Linked DNA regions of Zea mays: all the other regions are linked to region 3. A link is a contact called in public Hi-C data. All regions are on one chromosome and are shown on one strand. Each heading gives the region's core, a stretch centred on a gene start, on an enhancer-like site or on the middle of the called end of the contact. The rest is flanking DNA. Distances are from core to core; before and after follow the strand shown.

Region 1 (2,700 bases), core at 16-2,515, 150 kb after region 3:
AAAAGTTGTCCTAAACACCTAAAATCTTCTAAAAATATAAGTAAAAGCTGCTCGGCTGACTTTTGTTGGGCTGTTGCTGTAGGTTGCAGCGGTCGCTGGTCTCTGATCCGGTTGACTGTTATTTGGCTGCTGCAGTCTACGACTCTACGTGAAGAGAGCATGAGCATGAATCTGGGGCGATGTCCAATGGTAGTAGGTTTGATATATACCATCTCATCTTGAGATGTTCCAGATCTAGCTAGTAGTACAGGGGGGCGAGGAGAGGACCATGGCATGCCCTTTGGATCATGCAAGCGTCAAGTGTGTGGTTGCACCTTCCGGTAATCCGGTAGACACCGGTGGTTGCGAAATAATCCTAGCTGTGGTGCCATGCCAGTTCAAACCCAACAGCGCCAACGCCCCTCGCCATCCATCTTCGATCTACGCACCTAACAAGGGATCCAGCAGCTTCCACGTTCTGGTCTAGCTGTTCAACAACCAGATCCGCCTCGTGCCAATCTCAACGCGTTCCGGGGAGCCGGCCCTTTAGCCGGATCAGCTGATTGATTAGCTTTTCTAGGCTAGCTGTGTGACCTGTGTCCCTTTGGGCTTGGAGAGATGAGCACAATGAGAAATTTAGGTTAACAGCCAATGCGAACGGGGGACGACGCAGGTAGGTTTGCGGCGTTTGGCTGTGAAATCTGGTGGCGTTTGCTGTTTTCCATGGTGTTCACAAGCTCACTGTGTGTCTGTGGCGTTTGCTGTTTTCCATGGTGTTCACAAGCTCACTGTGTGTCTGTGGCCATATTTATTTCCTTCTAGTAGATTATATAATTTGGATTATATTGTAAGGGTAAGAAAGTAACTATCACTTTAGTATCACAAATAAAATAAGATAAAATAAGCTACCTAATTCTACCTTATTTTAGCTTATTTGTAGTCCTAAACTATATTTTACTCTTCCAATTTTCCACCATAATCTAACTTAGTGCTTGTTTGGTTCGCTCTTAATTCATATGAATTGAGTGAGTTTAAATCCTAAGCAATTTAATTTTTTGTTAATTTTTTCAATCCATGTGTAATATGAATAACCGAAGAAACACACCCTGTCCGTTGGTGTTTGTTCCATTATATGGTCACCCCAGATCCATCCACCATCCACTGCATTGAATGAGATGAAATATGCTTATATGAGGAAATTACAACAAACTTCACCGGCAGTTTGGTTTAGGGGCGTAAATAACTCGGTTTAAAAAATTAAGCCGTTGCAGCTACCAACGTACAGAGGACAGATCACTCGGCCTCCTCCTAGGTCCGGGCGTCAGGCCAGCCCCATCACGCATAGCGACAGCGGTAGAGCGAGCCCAGTCCGAAACGGAAGAAACCAAGCGCAAACCAACGCCGAACCAGCAGAGGCGCAGACGGACAGGCACTTCACTGGCTTCTGCTACCGTGCCGCTCCTCCGTCTCCCGCTACAAAATATTTCACGGGAGACCCTGCTCTCTCCGATTCCGGCGTCCACTCGTCGCTCACGGAAACCGCTCGGAGCCCGACGCCGCGAGATCACCGGCCAGCCTCGCGCTCGACACGGGAGAGGCGAGGCGGTCGAGTGGCCCACCCTACGCCGCTCTGACAGTGAGCAATGGCGGCAGCGTCGAGGAAAGAGGAGGAGAGGAACGAGCGAGTCGTGCGGGGGCTCCTCAAGCTGCCACCCAACCGCAGATGCGTCAACTGCGACGGACTCGTACGTGTTCTTTTTTTCCCCGCATTGTTCCATCCATGTGGCCCGCGGCGCGCGGCTTCGTCGCCGCTCAGTGTTTGCTCACTTCCCGGCCTCTGTGCTTGTGCGTCTGTGACTCTGATCCAGGGGCCGCAGTACGTGTGCACCAGCTTCTGGACCTTCATCTGCGTCTCCTGCAGCGGCATCCAGTGAGTGCCGCCTTGCCCTTTCCCGCGCCTACTACCGGATTCCGTACACCAGTGTTGTTATCAGCATTCTCTGTTGTTATTCTATCACGTCTGTTGGGATGGGAATGTGATTTGCAATGCGCGTTTATTCAAACAGCCTTGATGGTACTTGCTGCCTTGCTGGTTTCAGTTCAGTGTCAAAGCTAGTGGTACTTGCTGGTTTCAGTTCAGTGCCAAAGCAAGCTTGCGGAGACTGCATTCTTTTTCCACCCTAATGCGAATAGACGTTGCTGTTTCAAAACTCCCGAATTCGAGTTATTCTGAAGAAGATGACTTAGCTAGTCGGATTTGCGCATGCTGTTGTTCTGATCTCTTCTAGTACTATTATCCTCAGTTCCTCACACGCACTGATCGATGCACTTGTAGCCGAGAGTTCACGCACCGTGTGAAATCCGTCTCCATGTCAACGTTCAGCACGCAAGAGGTCGAGGCTCTCCAGAAGGGTGGGAACCAGGTGAAGACATGCATCCACTGAGTTTGTTCTTTGAGGCTAGAGGATGCCCTTTTGGTTCATCTCGTAACACTTCAGCTGATTGATACAGCGTGCCAAGGAATCATTCCTGAAGGATTTCGATACCCAGAAAATGAGGCTACCTGATAGCAGGTAAAGGATATTTCAACCACTTTTATGCGTGCATTTTTTTTACTTATCAAACACATGCTCTAACTATAAGTCTATAACCTGTTGTTGCAGCAACTCCGGCAGTCTTAGGGACTTCATAAAAGCTGTCTATGTGGAGCGAAGGTATGCT
Region 2 (2,726 bases), core at 200-2,699, 170 kb before region 3:
GCGCGCACACACACACAAATGGAAAGGGTGGGTTGGCCTAGAAGTTTTCTGGTCTGTACCAGTGTTTTCACCAAAGAATTGGATTGTGCAATCTGAACCCACTTTTCTAAACAATCTAGGGCTTGTTCGGTTATTTTCAATCCATATGGATTGAAGGGGATTGATACGGATTGAGGGGGATTTTGACTTACTAGGGATTAAAACCCCCTCAATCCCTCTCAATCCATATGGATTGGGGTATAACCGAACAAGCCCCTAAGGGGAAAGATTTCTAGGTGGAGTTCTAGATTGCAGGTTTACTTTTCGTTCGGTCATCTTTTTAGGGTCGTAGGTTGGCTGCATTAGCGGCTGTTTTTTTTACCCTCACCAGTCACCGGTCACCATCTACATGATTGGTTGCCTGCATAGAGATAATCCGGCTCTCCGCGTGCTTTGACCAAGCACGAGATTCTGATTGGTTGCTTGGATACGAGGATGCTGGCCTGCATGCGGGCTAGGCCTTTTTTTTTTCACTACCAGCCCGCGTGTGAAGATGGCGCTAATAAGGATCGCTTTGGAGCCAGGCTCGCGGGAGGCCTGCGCGCCTGCGCGCGGGAGGCACCCAACCAATCAGCCGGCATAGTCTTCTTCTCGTCGCTGCACTGGGCCCGCTCCTTATTAATGAAATACGAGCCCGACATGCCTAAAAGAAACCGAGGAAGACGAAGCGTATAATTCAGCATCACACACCTCTTTTTGAAAGGAAAAAAAATACACAGAAGCTGGTGGCAGCCAAACGCTGCAGTGCACGCTGGACTGGAGTGCAGCCGTCCCGTCCCGTCCTCCTCTGGACCGCGCGCGATGCACGGCACCGGCCGCCGGCCGCACTTCCTTCATTCGCAGGACAAAGGACGAAGCACTACGCATGCCACCACACCATGTGGCGACCGAGATTTCCCCGGCGTATCGGTTTGGTAGGCTCGTTGGGTTTAGGGTTTGTTGCGGTGGAGTCGTTGAGACGTGCAGTCGTATTAGTTACTACTACCTCCTCCGGTCCTCCCTAGTACTAGCTGTTTGCAACTGAAAGCGTCTCTTATTGTTTGCGCTTTTGGTTGCTCCGCTGCTCTGCTCTAAATCAGAAATGCTTCTGCGTCCGTACCGGCTCGGAGGCTGCTGAGTGCTGACTACTGATACTGATAGAGAGTACCGTTGCACAGATTCTGGAGGCATAGGATCGGGCGAGACGAGCGGAAGAATGGAAGATTAAAGTAATCTCCTAGGAGCAGCAGGGCCAGCTGAGCTGAGACTGAGAGGGCAGAGGGAACGGTAGAAAAATACGTAACGGTATGATTAGGTAGGGGGGGCGTCCCGACCCCGACAGCGAGCCATGTGTGGGTGGAACGGTCGCTCTCCTCCCCCGCCTTTATAAGCTCCTCCGCCGAGCCTTCACTCGCCACCACCACCCTCCCTCTCTGCCTCATCACCTACTCCGCCTGCGCCTGCGAGCTGTGCTGTGCTGTGCTGTGCTGCGCAACGGGGAGATCCAATCCACAGAACAGGATGCAGTCCAAGCACCGGGTCTTCGCGGAGGACCTGCTCCTGGCGGCGGCGGCGGAGGGCGAGGACCACTTCGACCGGGTGCCCGACTCCCTGGTGCTCCTCATCTTCAACAAGCTGGCCGACGCGCGGTCGCTGGGCCGCTGCTCCGCGGTGTCGCGCCGCTTCAGCGCGCTGGTCCCGCTCGTGGACGACGCCTGCCTGCGCATCGACCGCGTCATCCCCGCCGACGCCGCCGACGCGGGGGCGCCGCGCCCGCGCGCCGCGCTCTCGCACCTCCTCAAGTCCGTGCTGCTCGCCGTGCTCAAGCCCTTCGCGCACTGCGACGCCAAGTCCGCGTCGCCGCAAAAGCACGCGCAGCAGCAGCAGCAGCACCACTCGCCCGCCCAGGTGCTCAGGAACTTCAGCAGCATCCGCAGCCTCCGGATGGAGCTCCCGGTCTCCGACGTGGGCACCGACGACGGCGTCGTGCTCAGGTGGAAGGCCGTCTTCGGCAGCACGCTGCAGAGCTGCGTCATCCTCGGCGGCACCAGGGTGGACCGCGCCGCGGCCGCGGCCGCGGGACCGCCGCACGCCCCTTCCTCCGCTCCCCCCGCGGGCGACGACGACGGCGGCAGCATCCCGGAGTCCCTGTACACCAACGGCGGCCTCAAGCTGCGCGTGGTCTGGACCATCAGCTCCCTCATCGCCGCGGCCACCAGGCACTACCTCCTCCGCGAGATCGTCAAGGAGCACCCCACCCTGGAGCGGGTGGCGCTGACGGACGCCGGCGGGCAGGGCACGCTCAGCATGGGGCGCGACCAGCTCAGGGAGTTCAGAGACAGGCCGCTCGCCGCCGCGCCCGCCGCCGCCGCCAACCGCACGCAGGTGCCCGCCTGCAACATGAAGCTGCGCTACGCGCCGCTGCTGGAGCTCTCGGACGGCACCAGGATCCACGGCGCCACGCTCGTGGTCATCAAGCCCGTCGGCGACGCCGGCGGGAAGGACCTCGACGAGCTCGGCGCCGGCGCCTTCGACGGGCCCCTGAGGGAGGCCGTGGCCGCGCTCGGCAAGCGCCGCGCCTACCTGCTCGAGATGAACGGCTTCTAGTCTGTGCGCCTCTCTGCTCCATGGCAATGGGCATTGTTAATTGGCCAATGGGCAACGGCAACTAGCTAGATTGCTCCTCCGCTCGCTTCACCTCAGCTGTC
Region 3 (2,700 bases), core at 138-2,637:
CCCGCCCCAACTTGGTCTGCAGCATGTGCGGGTCTTTTTAAAAAAAGAGAGAATTTTTTTTATATATGACGTTCAAATCTTCACTCATTTCTTATATGGCATTCGAAATCATGAGTTTTCTTCGTTGCCATCGGTTTAAGTGTGGCACTGCCGAGGTCAATAGTTGTACAGTTCTAGAATGGCGTCCGTATTCATTTAAAATACCGATTTTTGCACTCTGCTTGGTAGTCCCCCATAATGGCGAGGCCTGAGAAGCCTACAGGGCCACAACGGCGCGGGATAGGAGCATTCGGCGTTACTTTGTTTTTTTTCTTGCAGCGATATGCGCACGCAAGTAAACGGATATTTTGACGGGATCTAACGGCAATGACAGCTAAAGGAACCGAAAATATAAAACCAGTGGGCAGCGGCATTGAGATGAGCTCATATTTTTAAATGGTACATAAGGAAAAAATAATAAGTTTTGGTGGTATATAAGAATTTTTCTCTTAAAAAAACCAGGCATGCGATTGGGATTCCTCCATCGGAACACGGTAGAATTCTCTCGTTTCGGGTGACCATTGGGAAGCGCGCCGCGCGCGCGAGCAGCTCCCAGTTGCCCTCCTTCCAAGCAACGGAGACGATTCCACTGGCCTCGCCAGGGAAACGCATCAATCAGGTCAAGCCCAGCTGGTAGGGCAAGGATAACCTCTCCCTTAAAATAATTAGTACCACTATAATGTTCGTATCACTCAAAGAATTTTAAATTTAACTAAATCTATATAAATTATTAGTATTACTTGTTTTTAAATAAATTTGTTGTAAAAATAAATTCAGCGAGCAATTTAAACAATACGAGTCATATACAATAAATAATAAACTTTTTATTTATTTGATCAAAAAGAATGTCGACTATTTTATAACAAAAGAAATACCAGTCCTGCCTCTTTTCTTTATTATTATTATTACTACTATTATTATTACTATTATTATTATTATTATTATTATTATTATTATTATCATTATCATTGCTATCACCACTTCTAAGCTCTAACTTGTTCCGTTCTGGTCTGGAAACAAGATTTTGAACCGGTCCGGCCGAAGAGAGGGATATTTAGGTAAACAAATACTATATAATACAAGTAGCCCAAGCTGTGAGATTAATGACGGTGCTTATGCAATAAACAAATACGCGCCACACAACCTCCGAGGCCACTTGTACGCAGCTCAGGCTCCGGCAGTGTTGAGTTGGGGGCCTCAGAAGAAGGCGCGCAGAAATTTCTCATCAGGTCGCCCGTCGGTGGGCGCGGGCACGTGACAGCGATACGCCCGGAGGCCAAGATAATCTTTGCATCGTTCTCGGTCTCGGTTCTGGAGAGTTTTATATGGCCGCGAGGTGTCAATTATTAATGGACTTCTCTCTCCCGCCCCTTCTCTCTTCGTGATGCTCCTCTGCTTGCCTTGCCCTGGTGTGGTGGTGTCTAGTCAAGTACGCTTCCGAATTAAAAGCGCTCTGGCCTGCAACCTGCTGTCTGCTCCGTCCTCCCACGGCCGGCCGCCTGCCCGCGTCTTCTTCGCCACCCCTCTTCTCCGGTCCCGCACCTGCATTTCTTGACCCCTTCCTCCACCGCAGCCAAACAATGTCTCCGGCGCCGAGTTCGCATCACTCGCAGATCAATTCGAGGTAACTAGCTGCGGCCGGGTTCGCCTGTGATCTCTGCACCTGCGCGGTTCGGTTTGGAAGGCGGCGCCTGATTTCGTCTTCTTTTTTTTTTTCTTTCTTGCGGGGAATCTTGGCAGGAAGGAGAAGCGGATGAGGAAGGTGGACACCTTCGCGCCGCACAACGATGGCCACCAATGGAGGAAGTACGGCGAGAAAAAGATCAACAACACCAACTTCCCCAGGTCCGGCCGGATTCTACATGTTTTGTTTGTTTTACTTTACCGGGGGGTGACAAATCTATCCTCGCCAGCGAAGAACCCGGCTTTTATTAGCCAGCCTCCTTTGACTTGAATGTTTGGTAACTTCCTCCCATTCTCCGCATCCACTATCGGCGGGTCGAATCCCAGCAAAAATGTTCGTTTTCACTCGCTCACAGGTTCTTGTCCCGCTGCAGGTATTACTACAGATGCACGTACAAGGACAACATGAACTGCCCGGCCACGAAGCAGGTGCAGCAGAAGGACCACAGCGACCCGCCATTGTACGCGGTCACGTACTACAACGACCACTCGTGCAACAGCGCGTTCCTCCCGCTCTCCCCCTCCGAGTTCCAGCTGCAGACCTCGTCCGGGAAGGCCGTCTCCATCTGCTTCGACTCCTCGTCCGGGACGGCGGCGGCGGCGGCCGCCACCACCAATGCCAGCGGCGGCTCGCCCTCTTCCAGCGCGGCGGCGGCGGCGGCGCGGCGAGGCACGCCGCCGGAAGTCAGCAACCCGCCCGTGCTGCGGCGGTCTGAGACGTACCCGTGGGGCGCCGGCGCCGTGGAGCAGAAGCCGGCGTCCTGCAGCACCGAGTACCACGACGCCTTCTCGGCTGGCGCCGCCGCCGTGCCGGAGGAGGTGGTAGATGCAGGCAGATTTGGATCTATCAGGTTCTTCCATTTTTTGTAAATTGATCACTCAGTGGAAGGAAGGCAATTGATGCCTTTACTTCGACAAACTAATATGATACAGTCATACAGATGTCTTCTTTTCTTCCTTCTTCTTTTTATTCCTTCA
Region 4 (2,700 bases), core at 39-2,538, 150 kb before region 3:
GTTTTGATAGCCTGCTTTCTAAATACGCAAGAGCTGCTAGAAAATACAAGTTAGAAGGTTTGCAATGGGGAGATAACATTGGTACTAACATTGATATGTAGTCTTTCCCCTCTCGAGGTATCAACAGTGAGCTTACTTTCCGTGGCAGAATATAGATAAAGTCCTACAGGAAAGTTATCAGAATATTAAGTTAGTATACAGTTAATGGACTATTATTCGAGATAAGGAGGCATGGAGCAATCTACATTGTGAGAGAAGTTACTTGCAGCATCTAACAACTTAATTTGTTCCTTGTGATTTTAGCATGAAAAAAGTATCCCATAGTGTGGGTAAAGGTTATCACACAAATAGCAACCATACTTGCAAAAATAAAGGGAACAGGAACCTAGCATCAAAGACAAACGCTAAAACGATGGAGCAATTCCAAAAACTAGATGGAACCTGGGGAAGTTACACAAAAAACTAACTCGTTGCAAGTGGTCACCTAAGGTTGTCTTCAGTGGACCGTGTAGAATAGGGAATTTGCACTGGGGATGAGACAGAGGAGTTGCTCACCAAAAAACAAGCTACAAAACCAACTCCTATCCAGTCTTCTGATGACACCAATTATCATACATCAACAAAACCGTCACGAGATCACACACGCTGCACAAATTAATACACGTACTGCCTACACCTCCTATATTATACCAAGCGGCTTCTGTCGTACCCGACTTCCGGTGTAGGTTAACCGGGCCGCGAATTTTAACAAATTATTACTTCCAATTCACACCATAGCATGAAAAGACGCACAATTCATTCCACCACAATCAACTCTCGTTCCGCACCGAACAAAAAAAAAGGCACCCGATGGTGCGGCGAGATCAAGCTCTTCCGCAGATATGCAAGCGAAATCGAGGGGGAAATCTGAGGTCAAGAGGGGATGATACATACGGATCTCGGAGAAGAAGAGGAGGAGGATGGCGAGGGAGGAGAGGATGGTGATGAGGCCGCCGGAGAGGGTGCGGCTGTAGAAGTCCTCGTTCACTTTCGGGTAGGCATCCAGGTTTCGCAGCTTGCTCCAGAGCTCCATCGCTTCAGCTCACCGCCGGCGAGACCGCCGGAGCCCTGCGACGAGGAGGAGATCTACGGCGTGGCCGTGGCCCGTGGGCGCCACGAGAAATGGGAAGGGTATATCTGGACTTTGTCGGAGCGAAGGGGACTAATCGGCGATTTTGTTTGGGTCTGCTATCATTGTTGGGCTGCAAGGCCCACTAGAAGGTGTAATGGCCTAATGGGACAAGAGGGAAGAATTGCTCGCATCTTAGGAATTTGAGGCGTATTATAACCAAGACTAGTGGAGTATGAACTAGTGAAAGGAAAGATCTTCATCAGATCACATGTTTTTTATATAGAATTGGAAAAGCGTAGAATGAATGTAGTGGGTTCCAAAATTAGTATGTTGTTTGGTTCAAGAAATGTAACGCAAATGGTAATAGTAATGGTGTCGGCGTTCCGAGACCGGGGGTCCCTGAGCCGACGAGTGAATGTCGCCGCGTGCCCCAGCCCAGATGGGTCGAGCGCGAGGGCGAGCGCGAAGGAGGGAAAGCGAGGCGGCCGGAGACCGGCGTGAGAGAGGTGGGAATCCCGCGGCCTTCGTGTTCGTCCCGCGCCCAGGTCGGGTGCGCTTGCAGTAGGGGGTTACAAGCGTCCACGCGGGAGAGGGAGCGAGCGGCTTCAAGCGAGCGCCTGTCTCGTCCTCGTCCCCGCGCGGCCAACCCTCTCTAAGAGGGCCCTGGTCTTTCCTTTTATAGGCGTAAGGAGAGGATCCAGATGTACAATGGGGGGTGTAGCAGAGTGCTACGTGTCTAGCGGAGGAGAGCTAGCGCCCTAAGTACATGCCGTTGTGGCAGCCGGAGAGATTTTGGCACCCAGCTGGTGTGATGTCGTGGCCGTCGGAGGAGCGATGGAGCCTGGCGGAGGGACAGCTGTCGGAGCGGTTGAGTCCTTGCTGACGTCCTCTTGCTTCCGTAAGGGGGCTGAGAGCCGCCGTCGTCACAGAGTATGCGGGGCGCCATCATTGCCTATCTGGCGGAGCGAGCCAGATGGGACGCCGGTCTTGTTCCCTGCGGCCCGAGTCAGCTCGAGGTAGGGTGATGATGGCGCCTCCTATTGACGTGGCTGGTCTGCGCCCTAGGTTGGGCGATGTGGAAGCTCCTCCGAAGCCGAGGTCGAGTCTGTCTTCCGTGGTCGAGGTCGAGTCCGAGCCCCTGGGTCGGGCGAGGCGGAGTTCGTCGTCTTCTAGGGCTGAGCCCAAGTCCGAGCTCTGGGTCGGGCGGAGCGGAGTTCGTCGTCTTCTGGGGCTGAGCCCGAGTCCGAGCCCTGGGTCGGGCGGAGCGGAGTTCGCCGTCTTCCGGGACTTAGCCCAAGTCCGAGCCCTGGGTCGAGCGGAGCGGAGTTCGTCGTCTTCTAGGGCTGAGCCCAAGTCCGAGCCCTGGGTCGGGCGGAGCGGAGTTCGTCGTCTTCTGGGGCTGAGCCCAAATCCGAGCCCTGGGTCGGGCGGAGCGGAGTTCGCCGTCTTCCGGGACTTAGCCCGAGTCCGAGCACTGGGTCGGGCGAAGCGGAGCTTCCTATGGTGCCTTCAGCAGGGCCTGACTGCCTGTCAGTCTCACTCTGTCAAGTGGCACCGCAGTCGGAGTGGCGCAGGCGGCGGTGTCCTTC

What was found. Hi-C and Micro-C count contacts between places; a contact is called where the count stands out from the background.
Region 1: a contact with region 3 is called in a Hi-C map of tassel, with 2.8 times the contacts expected there. The contact joins the promoter of LOC103634597 here to the promoter of LOC100280812 in region 3. A contact is called at or near these places in 4 of 25 Hi-C or Micro-C datasets (ear, leaf and tassel).
Region 2: a Hi-C map of ear shows a contact between it and region 3, with 2.4 times the contacts expected there. The contact joins the promoter of LOC100193974 here to the promoter of LOC100280812 in region 3. A contact is called at or near these places in 2 of 25 Hi-C or Micro-C datasets (bundle sheath and ear).
Region 4: a Hi-C map of tassel shows a contact between it and region 3, with 5 times the contacts expected there. The contact joins the promoter of LOC103643067 here to the promoter of LOC100280812 in region 3. A contact is called at or near these places in 4 of 25 Hi-C or Micro-C datasets (ear, leaf and tassel).

Annotation. Positions count from the first base shown.
Region 1 is chr1:52,640,664-52,643,363 of Zm-B73-REFERENCE-NAM-5.0, forward strand. LOC103634597 (probable ADP-ribosylation factor GTPase-activating protein AGD14) reads left to right here and starts at 1,266. Exons shown (of 14, transcript XM_008656989.4): 1 at 1,266-1,724; 2 at 1,848-1,909; 3 at 2,315-2,402; 4 at 2,491-2,552; 5 at 2,643-2,700. The coding sequence starts at 1,623.
Region 2 is chr1:52,317,859-52,320,584 of Zm-B73-REFERENCE-NAM-5.0, forward strand. It overlaps LOC100193974, which reads left to right and starts at 1,450. Exons shown (of 1, transcript NM_001367437.1): 1 at 1,450-2,726. The coding sequence starts at 1,540. The coding sequence ends at 2,625.
Region 3 is chr1:52,488,102-52,490,801 of Zm-B73-REFERENCE-NAM-5.0, forward strand. LOC100280812 (WRKY55 - superfamily of TFs having WRKY and zinc finger domains) reads left to right here and starts at 1,388. Exons shown (of 3, transcript NM_001411377.1): 1 at 1,388-1,663; 2 at 1,780-1,884; 3 at 2,097-2,700. The coding sequence starts at 1,620. The coding sequence ends at 2,592.
Region 4 is chr1:52,337,221-52,339,920 of Zm-B73-REFERENCE-NAM-5.0, forward strand. LOC103643067 (endoplasmic reticulum-Golgi intermediate compartment protein 3) reads right to left here and starts at 1,289. Exons shown (of 13, transcript XM_020546357.2): 1 at 934-1,289; 2 at 90-163. The coding sequence starts at 1,072.